Regions from separate parts of the Sus scrofa genome. Here region 1 is linked to region 2. Evidence: chromatin contacts called from public Hi-C data. All regions are on one chromosome and are shown on one strand. The core of a region is the stretch at or near the end of the contact, and the rest is flanking DNA. Distances in the headings are between cores, read along the strand shown.

Region 1 (6,749 bases), core at 3,763-6,262, 77 kb after region 2:
TAGCTGTCTGTATAAAATATACCTGAACTGTAGACACACTCTATTTACATCTTTTAATAAATTTCAACAATAAAAATCAGTCACTGGTCCACACATTCAGGATCTAAATGTAATCGGATTGGGCATAAGGCAAATCTGAGCACGAGCTGCTAAGAAATGTACAAACTGTTTCTTCTTTCTGATCCCTTGGTATTCGGTTTCTTTGGGAATGTATTTGTGAGGACTGAGTTTTAGCTGCAACCACACATTTATGATCTTTCAGTGAAAAACCAAAATCAAGGCACTGTCAAGGAATGAAAGGGGGAGTTCCCGTCGTGGCGCAGTGGTTAACGAATCCGACTAGGAACCATGAGGTTGCGGGTTCGGTCCCTGCCCTTGCTCAGTGGGTTGACGGATCTGGCGTTGGCCGTGAGCTTGTGGGTGTAGGTTGCAGACGCGGCTCAATCCGCGAGAAAAAAAAAAAAAAAAAAAAAAAAAAAAAAAAAAAAAAAAAAAAAAAAAAAAAAAAAAAAAAAAAAAAAAAAAAAAAAAAAAAAAAAAAAAAAAAAAAAAAAAAAAAAAAAAAAAAAAAAAAAAAAAAAAAAAAAAAAAAAAAAAAAAAAAAAAAAAAGATGCCTGTGGCTCTGGCATAGGCAGGTGGCTACAGCTCCGATTTGACCCCTAGCCTGGGAACCTCCATATGCCGCGGGAGCGGCCCAAGAAATGGCAAAAAGACCAAAAAAAAAAAAATTATATTTCTATCAATCAAACAGTCAATTATTTAATGAGCCAGATATAACAGGGCCAGTGGCAGGGGGAGAGGAGGTAACACCAGCAAGACAGTCACATGAATGTGACTAGAATAATTATGGCCACAGCCCCTGTAATCTAGTGATTTTCATTAGCACTGAGACTGACAAATCTGCGACACCACTGACAGCAGGCAAGCACCGCCACCATAGTACCTGAGATGAAGCACATGGTTCTGAAAGTTCTGTTATCTTCTTTACCTGAAGCAGGCACTTGGCCCCTTCCTACTCACCAGGTATGAAAGGAAGTCGGGGCTTTTCCTGATACTGACCACGACATACCAAAATATCAGCAAAGTTAACTCCAGAGAAATGGACATCAACTCTGACCTGCAAAGGAAAGAGAGCACAAGGAAGAGCAGTACACATCCATGAAGACAAAGTTCATTCAATTATACCATTATGCTTACTGAATGCGTACTATATGCCAGGTACTGAACTAAGTACCAGTGTACAATCATGAGACAAAATGGACAGTGTTCCTGCCCTCATGGAGCTAGCTAAAACTATGGTCAAGAAGACAGACATTAACCAAAGGATTATGAAGACTTATGTATTAAATTACAACTCCTGGGAGCACCCATTGTGGCTCAGCAGAAATGAATCTGACTAGCATCCATGAGGACGCAGGTTCGACCCCTGGCTTTGCTCAGTGGGTTAAGGATCTGGCATTGCCGTAAGCTGTGGCGTAGGTCGCCAGACACAGCTTGGATCTGGCATTGCCGTGGCTGTGGCGTAGGCCAGCAGCTATAGCTCTGATTTGACCCCTAGCCTGGGAACCTCCATATGCCATGGGTGTGGCCCTAAAAAGACAAAAAGAAAAATAATTTTTAAAAAATAAATTACAACTCCTACACAAAATGTTAAAGGTACGGTGCACAAATATAGGGTGCTATAAAAGCACACACTGGGGAGTTTTGACCTTTGGGGGAAATAAGGAGAATCCCCTGCAAAAGTAACACTTGAACTAAGAACAGCTAAGAGTTACCATTCAAAAGGGTGGGAGCCTGGCACAGACAAAAGCAATGACATGTGCAAAGGCCCAGGGGTGAGGACAAAAGAAAAAACAGTGAGTTTAGAGCACAAAGAAGAGAAAAAGAGGGGGCTGGACGGCAGCCCCACACCATCCAAGGGTTTGTAGGCTTCATTGAAGATCTTGGTCTTCCTAGCAGGAACAAGGTAAGCCACTTAAAGACTTTAATCAGAGGGTAACATGATCAGCTGTCTGGGGAGTCAGACATCGGAGAAGCTGGTCCTAGAGTGCCTACCTTCTATGTTCCTTGAAGTAGCTAGAGGGGAGGCAAGCCTGCAGCAGTTTCTCTAGACTTTGTTAGGCAGTGGTTCTCCAAGTGTGGTTCCCCAGACCACCATCTTCGGTGTCACCTGGCAACTTATTGAAAGTTCAAAATCTCAGCCCCAACCTACTGAATCAGCAACCGTGGGGAAAGGGTGTTCCCTGGTAGCCTAGCAGTTAAGGATTTGGCATCATCACTGTTGTGGCTCAGGTTTGATCCCTGACCTAGGAACTTCCACAGGCAGTGGGCGTGGGGAAAAAAAAAAAAAAAACTCTGGGGACAAAGCCCAGTGATCTTTACTGACAAGGGTGATTCTGATGCAGCCTGACGTTAGATCAATAAAAATCAACAGGGCTTGGAATCACAGAAGTAATCAATCCAACTTATCAGGGCTTGGAATCACAGGAGGAAATGCAGCCTCAGTGACATTCTTTCATTTGTTCAGATTTCCGATTTCATACAGAGATGGCCGTATTGGTGAGGAGATATTTTATGGGCACAATGCCTTCATTCAACAATGTCTGAAGCATCTGCCACACACCAGGCACCATTCCCGACTCTGGGAACATAATGGTGGATAAAACCTGTAGAGTCCCCGCTCTCATGAGCTGATTCCTGACAGAGAAGTGTCTGGACAAATAACAGAACAAAGGAGCCCTGCCCTCAAGCCTACGCACCCTGTGTGCATGACACAGGTGTTGGCGTGTATGGCACATATAAATCCTCAAGCCACACTTCACCTTGACTCAAGGTGAACATCTTTCAGCATGCGAATCCCAGGAAGCGGACTGACTGCTATTCTGCACTCACCCAAATCATCCACTGAGTCACAGGGTCCGTGTCAGGGATGCTTCCGGGCTGCAGCCATATTTCTGTCTCTTACCAGGGGCCCCCAACCCCGAGACTCACTGCCTGCTTCACCCTGTCCGAGGTTCTCGTTCTCCACAAGAGAGGACAGTGTCACCAGGTGGTCGACGGGCCAGGCCAACGTGACAATCATATTTCCCACCACCCTAATTGTGGGTACATGCCCACAATCCTTAACTAAGCCCCATCACCCCAAATCACTGCAGTATACCAGAGGAGGGCTCAAGATGCAGCAGCATGGAAATACAGGGCATTAACGAGCTGGCTGGGGGGAGGAGGGAGGGCAATGTCACATGCTGACACTGAAGGAGAGGAAGCAAAGGATGGGATCCATTTCTCTGGGTTAATCAATAACTTTCAGGGGGTTCCCGTCGTGGCGCAGTGGTTAACAAATCTGACTAGGAACCATGAGGTTGCGGGTTCAGTCCCTGCCCTTGCTCAGTGGGTTAAAGATCCAGCGTTGCCGTGAGCTGTGGTGTAGGTTGCAGACATGGCTCGGATCCAACGTTGCTGTGGCCCTGGTGTAGGCCAGCGACTTCAGCTCCGATTAGACCCCTAGCCTGGGAACTTCCATATGCCGCAGGAGCGGCCCAAGAAATGGCAAAAAGACAAAAAAAAAAAAAAAAAAACTTTCAGTTGGTTATGCAAAGTCCTGTGTAAATCAGAATTCTCTGTTTCTAAGGCAACCAACCGCTCTGGCTGTTTCAGGGAACAAAACTTTTTGCACTTTGCACTTCAGCTTTTTTTGTGACACCCCCCCACCCCACCCCGCAAAAAGGGCCTTTCTAGAAGCCCAGCTCAAAGTAACCCTTCAGTCCACTCAGGAATTGGGTGGGGACAGGAGCCCCAGGATGTGGGTGGTGGCCCTGTGGAGAGAGTGAAAGTGATAGGGATAGAGCAGGATAATTAAATAAATCCCAGTAAGGGATTAAAGACAGGCAATTTTAAAGGAGTTGGGAGGCCCTGTAAACTAATGACCACTGGGGGGAAAGAATCCAGTAACCTAGCAACAATCTACTCTACCTTGAAGGAAGGTCAGGCACATTCAAGTGCCAGAAACACTCAAGCCACAAGTGCTGCTAGTTAAAACACAGGACAATAGAGCCTGAATCTTGTTACATGAAGTCAGTTAATAGTCCTTGAAGAGTAGCATTTCTGCCAAGACAGGAATATAGGTGAGGTGCAAAGGGAAAGACACTAGGTGAAAGGGGATATTATACCAAAACCTGAAATGAATTACCAAATTTTAGTATGTTACCACCCTTTTGCTAATACACATATGATTTAAGTTTTATTGAAGTATAGTTAATTTATACATAGATTTAAATAGCACTATGACTGCTGGGTTAAACTATGTGGGGTCAAAGAAGGAACTAATGATGTGACCTTGACTTCTGCCAGAGATTGAGGAAGAAGGTGGTCTTCGCTTCCTACGTTTCTTTCGTTTATAAAAATTAATGTGTCCTCTCAGTCCTGGGACACAGCCTGCCTTCTCAGATCTCTCACAAACCTCCTGTGCTAATAAACTCACTCTGCCTGTCCCGTTGTCTGTCGGGGTGCAGAGTCGTCAGTAAGTCCCAACATTAGGTGGGCGGTTTTAGTTAAAAACAAAAACAAAGTCCAGTGGGTTCAGTCCCCTCCAAGTCAGAGACAGTGGATACGAGCCCGAATCTGAGGTGCAGGTGGGTGTTAAGTCCCACCGAGGAGGACTGCAATTTCAAAAGGGGCGTGCAGGGGTCCGGAGCCAGGCGAGTCACCCTACCTCGTGGGGCCCAACAGGACGGGGGGCGACCTCCTCAATTGCCAGGGGCTGCTTCAACTCGGAGCACAGCACGGCCCGGTAGTGCCGGCTGCAGCCTGGCCAGGCCCTCCTGCAACGCAAGACAAAGCTTGGATTACGGGGTTCGAACCCGGGGTTGCCTTTGGGGGCTCGGGGATGGGTCAGAGTCGCACCTGCAGAGCCACGACCGAGACAAGTACCGTGCCCACGCCGCCGTCTGCATGGCCCCGACCAAGTCTCCGTAGGGGAGCAGTCCCAGCGCAGCAAGAAGAGCCGGGCACCGCCCACCCCATCCAGCCCCGCCCCCCCGCCCCGCCCCTGCCCCGCCCCTGCGGGCGGACTGCAGACGGGAGCTTGGGACCCGCCGGAACGCGACCCGACCCCAGGCTGGAGGCGGCGGCCGGGCTTCTCGGTGCGCCCGTGCCCCCTCCCCCCGCCCACCCCGCCAGCTGGAGCCTGTTGAAGGGAATGGGGAGTCCAGTAAATAGAGATACCCCGAGATGAACCTTTGTTGGTATTTTTGGTAGCAAATTTGAAGATTTTTTTTTTAAATAATGATTTTTATTTTTTTCCATTACAGCTCATTTACAGTGTTCATTGGAGCGATTTTTAAAACCACACGTGGAGGTTCTTGTACAGAGAACAAACCAGTGGCTCCCCAGGGGGGAGGGGCGGCTAGGGGCGCGCAAGATGGGGGAAGGGGCTTAAGAGGTACAAACTATTATGCATAAAATAAATAAGGTACAAAGACGTAATGTACAGCATAGGGAATATTGCCAGTATTTTAAAATCTCTTTAAATGGAGTATAATCTAAAAAGATACTGAATCACTATGTTGTACACCTGAAACTAATAACAGTATAAACCAGCTGTACGGTCAATAAAACAATGAATAAATAAGGGTTGGGGAGGGTCTTGTGCAAGTGTGACATCCTAAATGCATAAAGGCTTTAATTTCTGCCTTCAACGTCTTTTTAGGATTCAATTCTTGTCATGCTTTTCTCACACAGGGCTGCTTACACTAAAACTGCACAGTTCCTAGTAATCCAATGTTAAATGATCCTACACAAATGCAAAGAATATTTTCAATTAAAGTCATCTCCAAACCAGGTAGTTTTCCTTTCCTGACACCTATGTTATGCCTGGCACATAGTAGATGCTCAGTAATTGATTCGATGATAGTATAACTCTTATGTGAACAGGTACGCTCTGGGAAAACTGAGTGACAATATAATCTGTAAAATATTACAAAACTAGGTAGATCTCTGTTGCAGTGGTAGCCAAATATTAATGTATTAGCAATATTAAAGAATGTTATCCTGGGAAGGATGTTTCATTGACAGATAGCTTTTAAAGAGAGTATGGCGTTGGAGTTCCCTTGTGGTGCAGTGGGTTAAGGACCTAGCATTGTCACTGAAGTAGCCCAGGCTGTGGCATGATCCCTGGCCTGGGAACTTCCACATGCCATGGGCATGGAAAAAAAAAGAAAAAAAAGAAAAAAGAAAAAGCATGATGTCTTTAAATAGACATCTGGTCAAAAAGTGTAGAGCCTCTGAGTTCAAGTCCAACTCTACCACTTATTTCTAAGGCTTTGGAGCTCCTCATGGCTGTGGAGCCTGGCTCCTCCCCATAAAGTGAAAGAATTGGGCAGAATAATCCCTAAAATTATTCCATTTCCATTTTTTGATGAAAACAGGAGTCCAAGAGAGCACAGAATGATAGAAAGAACGAATCAGGAATGGAATAAAGAAATGAATAAAGGAACAAATAAGGAATGGAATAAAAAATCAGAAAGCAAAACTGAAGTAGGAATGAACTTCCGAGATTAGGCTTAAAGGCTTTGGTGGGAATGAAGTCAAGAGCCAGTTTCCACCACAGGTGCATAGTAGGGGGTCACTGTAATCTTAAGAACACTCATGGGTTATTTGAAGTCATTTTAGCCTTGCCTCCCTCAGGGAGAAATGCAGGGAAGAGGAACAAGGACCAGAAGGTGAGAAGATAGAAAAACTTAATTATTTC
Region 2 (7,540 bases), core at 4,614-7,113:
TGCCTCTCAGGAGCCACGGAGATGACCAGAAATGTGCACGCTCTCATAGGTGAATTATCTGCCTGGCGCAGCATCCCAAGAACTGGGCGGTCACCCCAGGCTAGTGGACAAGGACACTAACAAGCCGGCGTTGCCATCTGAGCAGTTTTTCCTTTGAGGCCATTTTCGGCTTCTTTCATGTTACTTTTTTTTTATTTGGTCTTTTTTGCCTTTTCTAGGGCTGCTCCTGCTGCATATGGAGGTTCCCAGGGTAGAGGTCTAATCGGAGCTGTAGCCACTGACCTACCTACGCCAGAGCCACAGCAACGCGGGATCCAAGCCGCGTCTGCAACCTACACCACAGCTCACGGCAACGCCAGATCCTCAACCCACTGAGCAAGGCCAGGGATCGAACCCGCAACCTCATGGTTCCTAGTCAGATTCGTTAACCACTCCGCCACGACGGGAACTCCTCATGTTCCCTTTTCTAATCGTGCCTTACCTGAATCTTCTCTCTCCCAAGAAAGACTTAAATTCCAATCCAGCCTGCACCTGCCCACCCACCAGCGCGGTAATACTGACCCCGTTCTGCCGACAAAGGAGAACCAACAGTTGCCACAGCAGAGCCGAGTCTCTGCTCCCCTGAGTCTCAGATCTGCGGCTCTGCGCTGCTTTCTGCTGGCAAAAGGTCATGATGTCCACCTTGTGTACATATTCCCTGTGGAGAGATTTCAGGGAGCCAAGAGTGAGGGGCAGACTCCTCCCCTCTGTAGGACCACAGGCCCCTCCCACAGTGAGGGGCGGGGGCTGGGACAGAAGCTTGATGACCCAGGACCCGGTAAGGAGTCTGTAGCTACAGGAGGGTTGTTTTCTTGTGGAGCACAAAGGGACCTCCAAGTCCCTTGTCCACCCTCTCCATTTTACAGAGGAGGAAACTGAGGCCCAGACATCTGAAATCACTGTTTGGGTGGCGGAGGAGAGCACAGACTTTGGGGTCAGACAACCCTGAGTTTAAATCTAACCTGCCACTTCTCAGCTTACCCAGGTTTATCTCCCCCGATCCCTGCTCTTTCCCCTAAAATAGAGATATTTTTTAAAAATCTACCTCCATGCAAAAAGGAATTAGCCAATTATGTAGAGTATATAATGCTCAATCAACAGGAATGATTAGGAGTTCCCATCATGGCTCAGTGGAAACGAAACCGATTAGGAACCATGAGGTTGCGGGTTCGATCCCTGGCCCCACTAAGTGGGTTAAGGATCTGGCATTGCATTGAGCTGTGGTGTAGGTCACAGACACAGCTCAGATCTGGCACTGCTGTGGCTGTGGTGTAGGCCAGCATCTGTAGCTCTGATTCGACCCCTAGCCTGGGAACCTCCATATGCCACAGGTGTGGCCCTAAAAAGCAAAAAATTTAAAAAAATTTAAGTACCCTAGTGTCCAAATATTCAACTCAGGGTTCTACCCCACCTCTGTATAGCTGTGTGTCAGAAATAGAGACACTCATTTTTACATGAAGGAACTGTCAAAAGACTAGAGTTTTTCTCGGAGGGGGAAGCTTCAGGTAAAGATACATTTCCATAGCAGTGATGATCTTGAAAGGGCTGAGATGTGCAGTATCTCACATGAGTCTCACAGAACCCACACAGCTTATGTTAAAGCATTTTTAAAAGGCAAAAGAATGCTCAGAAAGGGCTACCTAAGCTGTCTGCCATGGATGCCTGGGCCTAAAACCCAAGTCCTCTGACCCCAGCCTGGACTTGTCTTTCCACAGCAAAGAGCACCTTGACCATTTATCAGAAACAGACTAGGAATGTGGAAGCAGTTCCAGCTCCATCCTGCAGAGGGCAGACTTGCACACTGTCCAGCAACAAATGCGGCCCATGTTCCTTATGGCTCCAGAAAATTTTTTTCCATATGATCCACTTGCCTGTGATTTCCCAGGCTGTGCTCCACTTCTCTATCAGTTTCAGTAGCATTAAGTACACAGGACAGTAAAACCTCCTCCCATGCAGCCTTTGTAAAACAGAACTGATTTCAGACTTTTAAACCTTTCATTTCTCTTTCTGCCTTTCCACACTCGAACTGCTTGTCAAAAGGACTCCGGCCACATTTGGCTCCAACATGTAGCACAGAGAAGCTACTCTGATGGGATGGACCTTTTCTTTCAAGAAAGCCAAGAACACATCCCCAAAATGCTGACTCAGATCAGAGCAGGAAGATTTCAAAAGCCCTTATTTGGCAGCTCTCATGGTAATTTACCTGACCAAGGGTCCCGGGAAAGTCCTCATCTCTTCTTGCTCCTCAGAATCATTAAGAATAACCTGGAACAAAAAACTCAAAATTGGTCTTTAAGACTACGTCCACCCAGAGTTCCCGTCGTGGCACAGTGGTTAACAAATCCAAGTAGGAACCATGAGGTTGCGGGTTCGGTCCCTGCCCTTGCTCAGTGGGTTAACGATCCAGCGTTGCCGTGAGCTGTGGTGTAGGTTGCAGATGCGGCTCGGATCCCGTGTTGCTGTGGCTCTGGCGTAGGCTGGCAGCTACAGCTCCGATTCCACCCCTAGCCTGGGAACCTCCATATGCTGCGGGAGCGGCCCAAGAAACGGCAAAAAGACAAAAAAAAAAAAAAAAAGACTACGTCCACCCAAAGCCCCTTTGGGTCTAGTCCCATATCAGAACCCAGAGCCATGGTCCCAGGACATGGCTCAGGGCCTCCTGGACAAAGCAGGACAAAAATGAGTTCTCTGGTTGCTGAATCTGAGCCAAGAGTATCTCAGGAAAAACATGAAGTCTAGCATCGCTTCTGTCAGAAAGGAGGCCCATTCATTCCTTCACACACACACACACACACCACACACACACACACACACACAGAGAGAGACCAGTCCATGGAGTGTTGGCCCAGGTCTCCCACCCTATTCCTGAAGATGCCTGGTCTTGGGCAAAGGGAAGCAGGGAGCAACGTGCCGGTCCCCCAGGGACACAGAATCTTGTTTACCTCCATGCTGTGCAGTTCAACAAGGGCCGTCTCTCCATCCCCGGGACAGCTGGGACCCACACACACCAGCTGACCCCCTGGCCCAAAACTCACAGGCATGTGAGGGACGTAGAACTTCATGGGTGCCTTGGGACCAGCCGCCGAGACATCCTCTGACCAAGAGACACAGGAGGGCACCGTTAGCATGACTGCCCCTGCTTTGCTTTACTTGAGAAATACCCCATAAACACATTTCTTTCCAAATTCCACCTGGGTCCACGGCAAGAATCTAACTGAACTACAGCATTAGAAGAAGCCCATGCCCGAGGCCAGCGTGGAGCCTGAGACTATGTCGAATGTAATGCAAGCAGTCGATGGTTTGATCCAAATGACAACGCACCGGGGCCAGAGACCGTGATGGGGACAGGCCAGGGGCTCCGCCTCTCACGGCCCCAGGACTCAAGACAAGCCTCCTACATCCAGACCTTCGTGATCTGCCTTCATGCTCCCAAAGTGAGCCTGGCCTTTACTTTCGCCACCTGTTACCTAACAGCTCCTCTGAGCGCCTCCTTTCCCAGCCTGCTGATGGCCAGGGGCATTGTTCCCTTCCAAGAACCAGCTGTGATGCAATCTCCAGGACTAGAGAAAAGTGGGGAAGGGAACCAAACCTTGGCCACACTGCCCAGGAGGCTTACGTCCGCAAATGAGGCAGACAAATGATCTGCTCTTGGCAATGCAGGAGAAAGGTGACTTTCCAAGAGATGTGCCACCCACCCTCTTCTCGTGGGAGGCAGCCAACTCCTCTGACCCCTCCAGTACCCACCAGCCTGAACTGGACTCCAAGCTGTGGAAGCCGTGGGGTCGTGCGGCTCGAAGGCGTTGGCCATGTACTGGCTGAGCTCATAGCTGCTGGAGCTGAGACCAGACTCGTGCTGTCGGAGAAGGTTGGACTCCTCCGTCAGGGATGGCTGGAAGTTAAAAACAATGAAAACCTACATGAAGCAGAAACACTTTCCAAGAGACAGTCTGCCCAAGTGTTTCTTCCAAGCAATAAAATTCAGACTTTATCAAATAAATTTAGTGAATGTGGATGGTTTGAAAGGAAAAGAAGGACCATGCAATTGACAGGTGTTTGCTAAAGGATTCATTCTGGTCTGGGAGGAAAGTGCAGGTCCTGGGGCAGGGGGTGGATTCAAATTCCAGCTTTGTCAATACCTAGTTGCTGTGACCTTGAACAAGTGATTTAGACTCTCTGACCCCAGTACCTTCATCGGTAATGGAGATAATTACACCTACCCTGTATAGTTCAAGAACTTGATCTTGCATTCATTTACCAACTGCTTTTTGTTTCTGTTTGTTTTTTACAGCCATACCTGTGGCATATGGACATTCCCGTGCTAGGGGTCAAATCAGAGCTGCACCTGCAGGCCTGCGCCACAGCCACAACCACCCTGGATCTGAGCCACGTCTGCACCTATGCCACAGTTTGCAGCCATGCCCTATCCTTAACCCACTGAGCGAGGCCAGGGATTGAACTCACATCGTCACGGACACTATGTTGGGTTCTTAACCCACTGAGCCACAGTGGGAGCTCCTCATTCGCCAACTGTTTAATGCACAATTACCATGCTCCAGGGGCTGGGCTTTCCCTTAGGGATACAGGTGACTAGAAATTCACAGAACTTACATCCTGGGAGGATTGTAGAACAAGGATGTAAATCATGATGCAAAAGCTCTTTGTCCACTGTAAGGTGCCACACGTGTGTATTGCTGGCTGTTATTTTGTGTTGTGTTACTGTTAGTCACACTAGGTGCCCTGGTCTGTAAAGCTCAGGTATACAGAAGAGACGGTGTCCCCAAATCAGACAGATCTCATCAGGGAAACAAAATTAACACACGACCGTCGAAACTTAAGAGCTTGTCTTTGTAGGATCTTTGCAACGTCTCCATAGATTTCATATTCTTCCAAAATTTAATGTTTATTTTGAAAAATTCAAGAGCTTCATTTTGTAGGCCGACTGGTATACACAGTAAGGTTTTAGAAGGGAGATGGTGGAGTTAAGAAAGACCTGAATTAAAAGATTCTAGCAACTTCCCTCTTCCTGAGTAAAAGAAATCGCTAGTCCTCTGGGGTACTGGTGACAGTCTCGTCTCCTCTTTCCAAGCATCTGGAGTGGCTTGGGTGACACTTCCTGAGCCAGCCGATTGACTTGGCAAGAAAATGGAAAAGGTTCAGATCAGGACTCCAGGCCCAGAAGACTGAAACAGGAAGCCGGGAAAGGCTCTGCCGAGTGGGAAGGAGTGGGACCCCTTAGAAATGCTGGCCAATGGGGACTCCCACCCCAACCCAGCTCCCTGCCCTGCCACTGCTGACAGTGGCAGTTGTGATGCACTGTCACAGACCACCAGCCTCATGTCACTTCAGGTTACCTTGTTTTTCTGGGCCTCAGTTAACAGACTCTCTGGAAGTAAGTCCCCAGGCTCCTCCTGTCCAGAGTTTGAAGCAGGACTGTCTTTATACGGGTTCTGACTCTTAGATCTGCAGCGAAATGACAGGAGCAGGTGAGAGGGGGTCTGGGCCAGGACAGCAAGGCTGAGCTGCTCTCTGCTGGAGGCTGTTCTATTGCAAAGTGTGGGCAGGGTTCAGGTTGGCTCATGTGCCTCAGGGAAAAGCCTAGTCCTCCCTTCTGCAACCTCGATCCATTAACCCCAGAAAAACAGGAGCTCCTGGGGTTCATAATACGGTTGCTAGAAGTGGTCCCAAACCCTGCAGAAAAGGCTGTCTCTGCAGCCTGACATCCAGAATGACTTAAATCAGAGCAGTCGGGTTGCTAATTCCAGGCAGGGAAAGGCCCCAGCCCTAAGGGCATCAGGACAGGTGCTTGCACCAAATGCTCTTCCCCACTGGCCTTCTCCCAGGGCAGAGCCCATTCTCAGAGCACAGGAGTGGGCAGAGGAGAAGCACCACTGCCCAAGGCAGGGCCAATCATGAGAACTTTTGCAAGGCCACATCTGTTCCAAGGCCAACACAGATTTAAGGCCCTCCTTTAAGATGGACCTCAGGAGTTCCCGTTGTGGCTCCACAGGTTCAGAACCTGACATAGTGTCCATGAGGATGCGGGTTTGATCCCCAGCCTCACTCAGTAAGTTAAGGATCCGGCGTTGCCTGAGCTGTGGTGTAGGTCGTAGATGCGGCTCGGATCCTGAGTTGCTGTCGCTGCGGCATAGGTCTGCAGCTGCAGCTCTGATTCGACCTCTAGCCTGGGAATTTCCAAATGCCTCGGGTGTAGCCCTACAAAAAAAAAAAAAAAAAAAATGGACCTAATGTAATCTCACAGTTTGGGGAACTCACGGCAGGTGTTGGAAACTGCCTCCAGAATTAAGACTCCCTCCTCCAAGAATCCATGTTAACAGCTGGCCCAGCCATCCTGGGCTACTCCCACATCCCTGGGGCCAGAACGAAAGCAGACAGGCTTCCAAAGGTGAGGGACGAGCACCTGACACCGTGAGGTTTGCTCAGCATGGCCTGGGTTTGGCCAAATAAGGCTGAATCAGCCTCTCCTTTCACACTTCCTGGAACTGGGGCTCACTTACTGGAACTGCGTCTCAGCAAATGGACTCTTCTGGTTTGCACGCTGATGTTCCTGGAGGTACTTTTGATCTCGATAATCTTCGTGCCAGACGTAAGGACTCCCTTGCCTCGGCACTGCACCCTCAGAGAAAACAAAGACAAGTCACTTTCTACTCCCAAGAGTTCAGAAAGATACCAGCAAGCTGTGAAGCTGAGTTTCTGGCAAACAGCAGGTATAAAAACACACAGTCATCCTTCACTATCCATGGGGGAACTGGTTTCAGGACCCGGGGAAGTTCAAGTCCCTTCGATAAAATGGTGTCACACATCCTCCATCTCCTTGCAGTCATCTCTAGATGACTTATGATGCCTAACAATGTAAATGCTATGTAAATAGTTGTAAATGCAATGTAGGTGCGATGTCAATTGTTGTCTGCAAACAGCTTTTTGGAATTTGCTGGAACTTTCTTTTCTTTGAATATTTTCAATTATCAGTTGGAGGCAGACCCACAGACACAGAAGGCTGACTGGATTTGCCAAAGCGAATAAAACTGGTAAGTGAAAGCTAACAATGAAAGTCTGTCAGCTGCATCTCAGTCCTCTCTGAACCCACTAGCATGGGTTCGATACAACTCTGCAGCAGCAGGCGTGCACGGATGCTTGTGTTTTCAGCGCTGAAACAGGTTCCTCTTTGCTAGCAGGTCGGATGCTGCCACTAGCACATACCTAAAGCCTTACTATTGGTATAGAGTATAAGTTCCTTTGTGTGTGTGTGTCCGCCACCCTCAGAGTAAATGATGGTCGGACTCTTCACAGCCCAGCCACATGCTTGATGACCTCCCTGTTAGGAACTGACTTCACTGTCACTTGGCCAGAGACCCAGTCTTGGCTATAATGAGGAGTAGAAGAAAAATATGCATGATGTACAAACTATCCATAACACTAGGAACAAAATGATGGCAGTACCATCATCTCAGGTACAAAGAAAAATGGCTCTTTTCTAACTCTT

What was found. Hi-C and Micro-C count contacts between places; a contact is called where the count stands out from the background.
Region 1: a Hi-C map of fetal skeletal muscle shows a contact between it and region 2, with 2.4 times the contacts expected there. The contact joins the promoter of LOC106505010 here to the enhancer-like site in region 2. A contact is called at or near these places in 8 of 47 Hi-C or Micro-C datasets (embryonic fibroblasts, epiblast stem cells, fetal heart ventricle and 3 more) and 1 of 2 datasets of contacts at active chromatin or transcription factors (skeletal muscle).

The regions. Positions count from the first base shown.
Region 1 is chr9:119,888,336-119,895,084 of Sscrofa11.1, forward strand. It overlaps LOC106505010 (quinone oxidoreductase-like protein 2), which reads right to left and starts at 5,013. Exons shown (of 10, transcript XM_021063967.1): 1 at 4,904-5,013; 2 at 4,713-4,821; 3 at 1,022-1,118. The coding sequence starts at 4,953.
Region 2 is chr9:119,810,933-119,818,472 of Sscrofa11.1, forward strand. SEC16B (protein transport protein Sec16B) reads right to left here. Exons shown (of 27, transcript XM_021063708.1): 5 at 6,555-6,666; 6 at 5,391-5,499; 7 at 3,784-3,928; 8 at 2,982-3,133; 9 at 2,243-2,304; 10 at 562-697. Among named protein-coding and RNA genes, the nearest start is that of SEC16B, 28 kb to the right of the region's middle. Within about 2 kb of position 5,864, at least 3 of the 83 cell types and tissues checked have an H3K27ac peak or open chromatin away from gene starts, as enhancers often do. A contact at or near this core is called in fetal skeletal muscle, where this site is marked.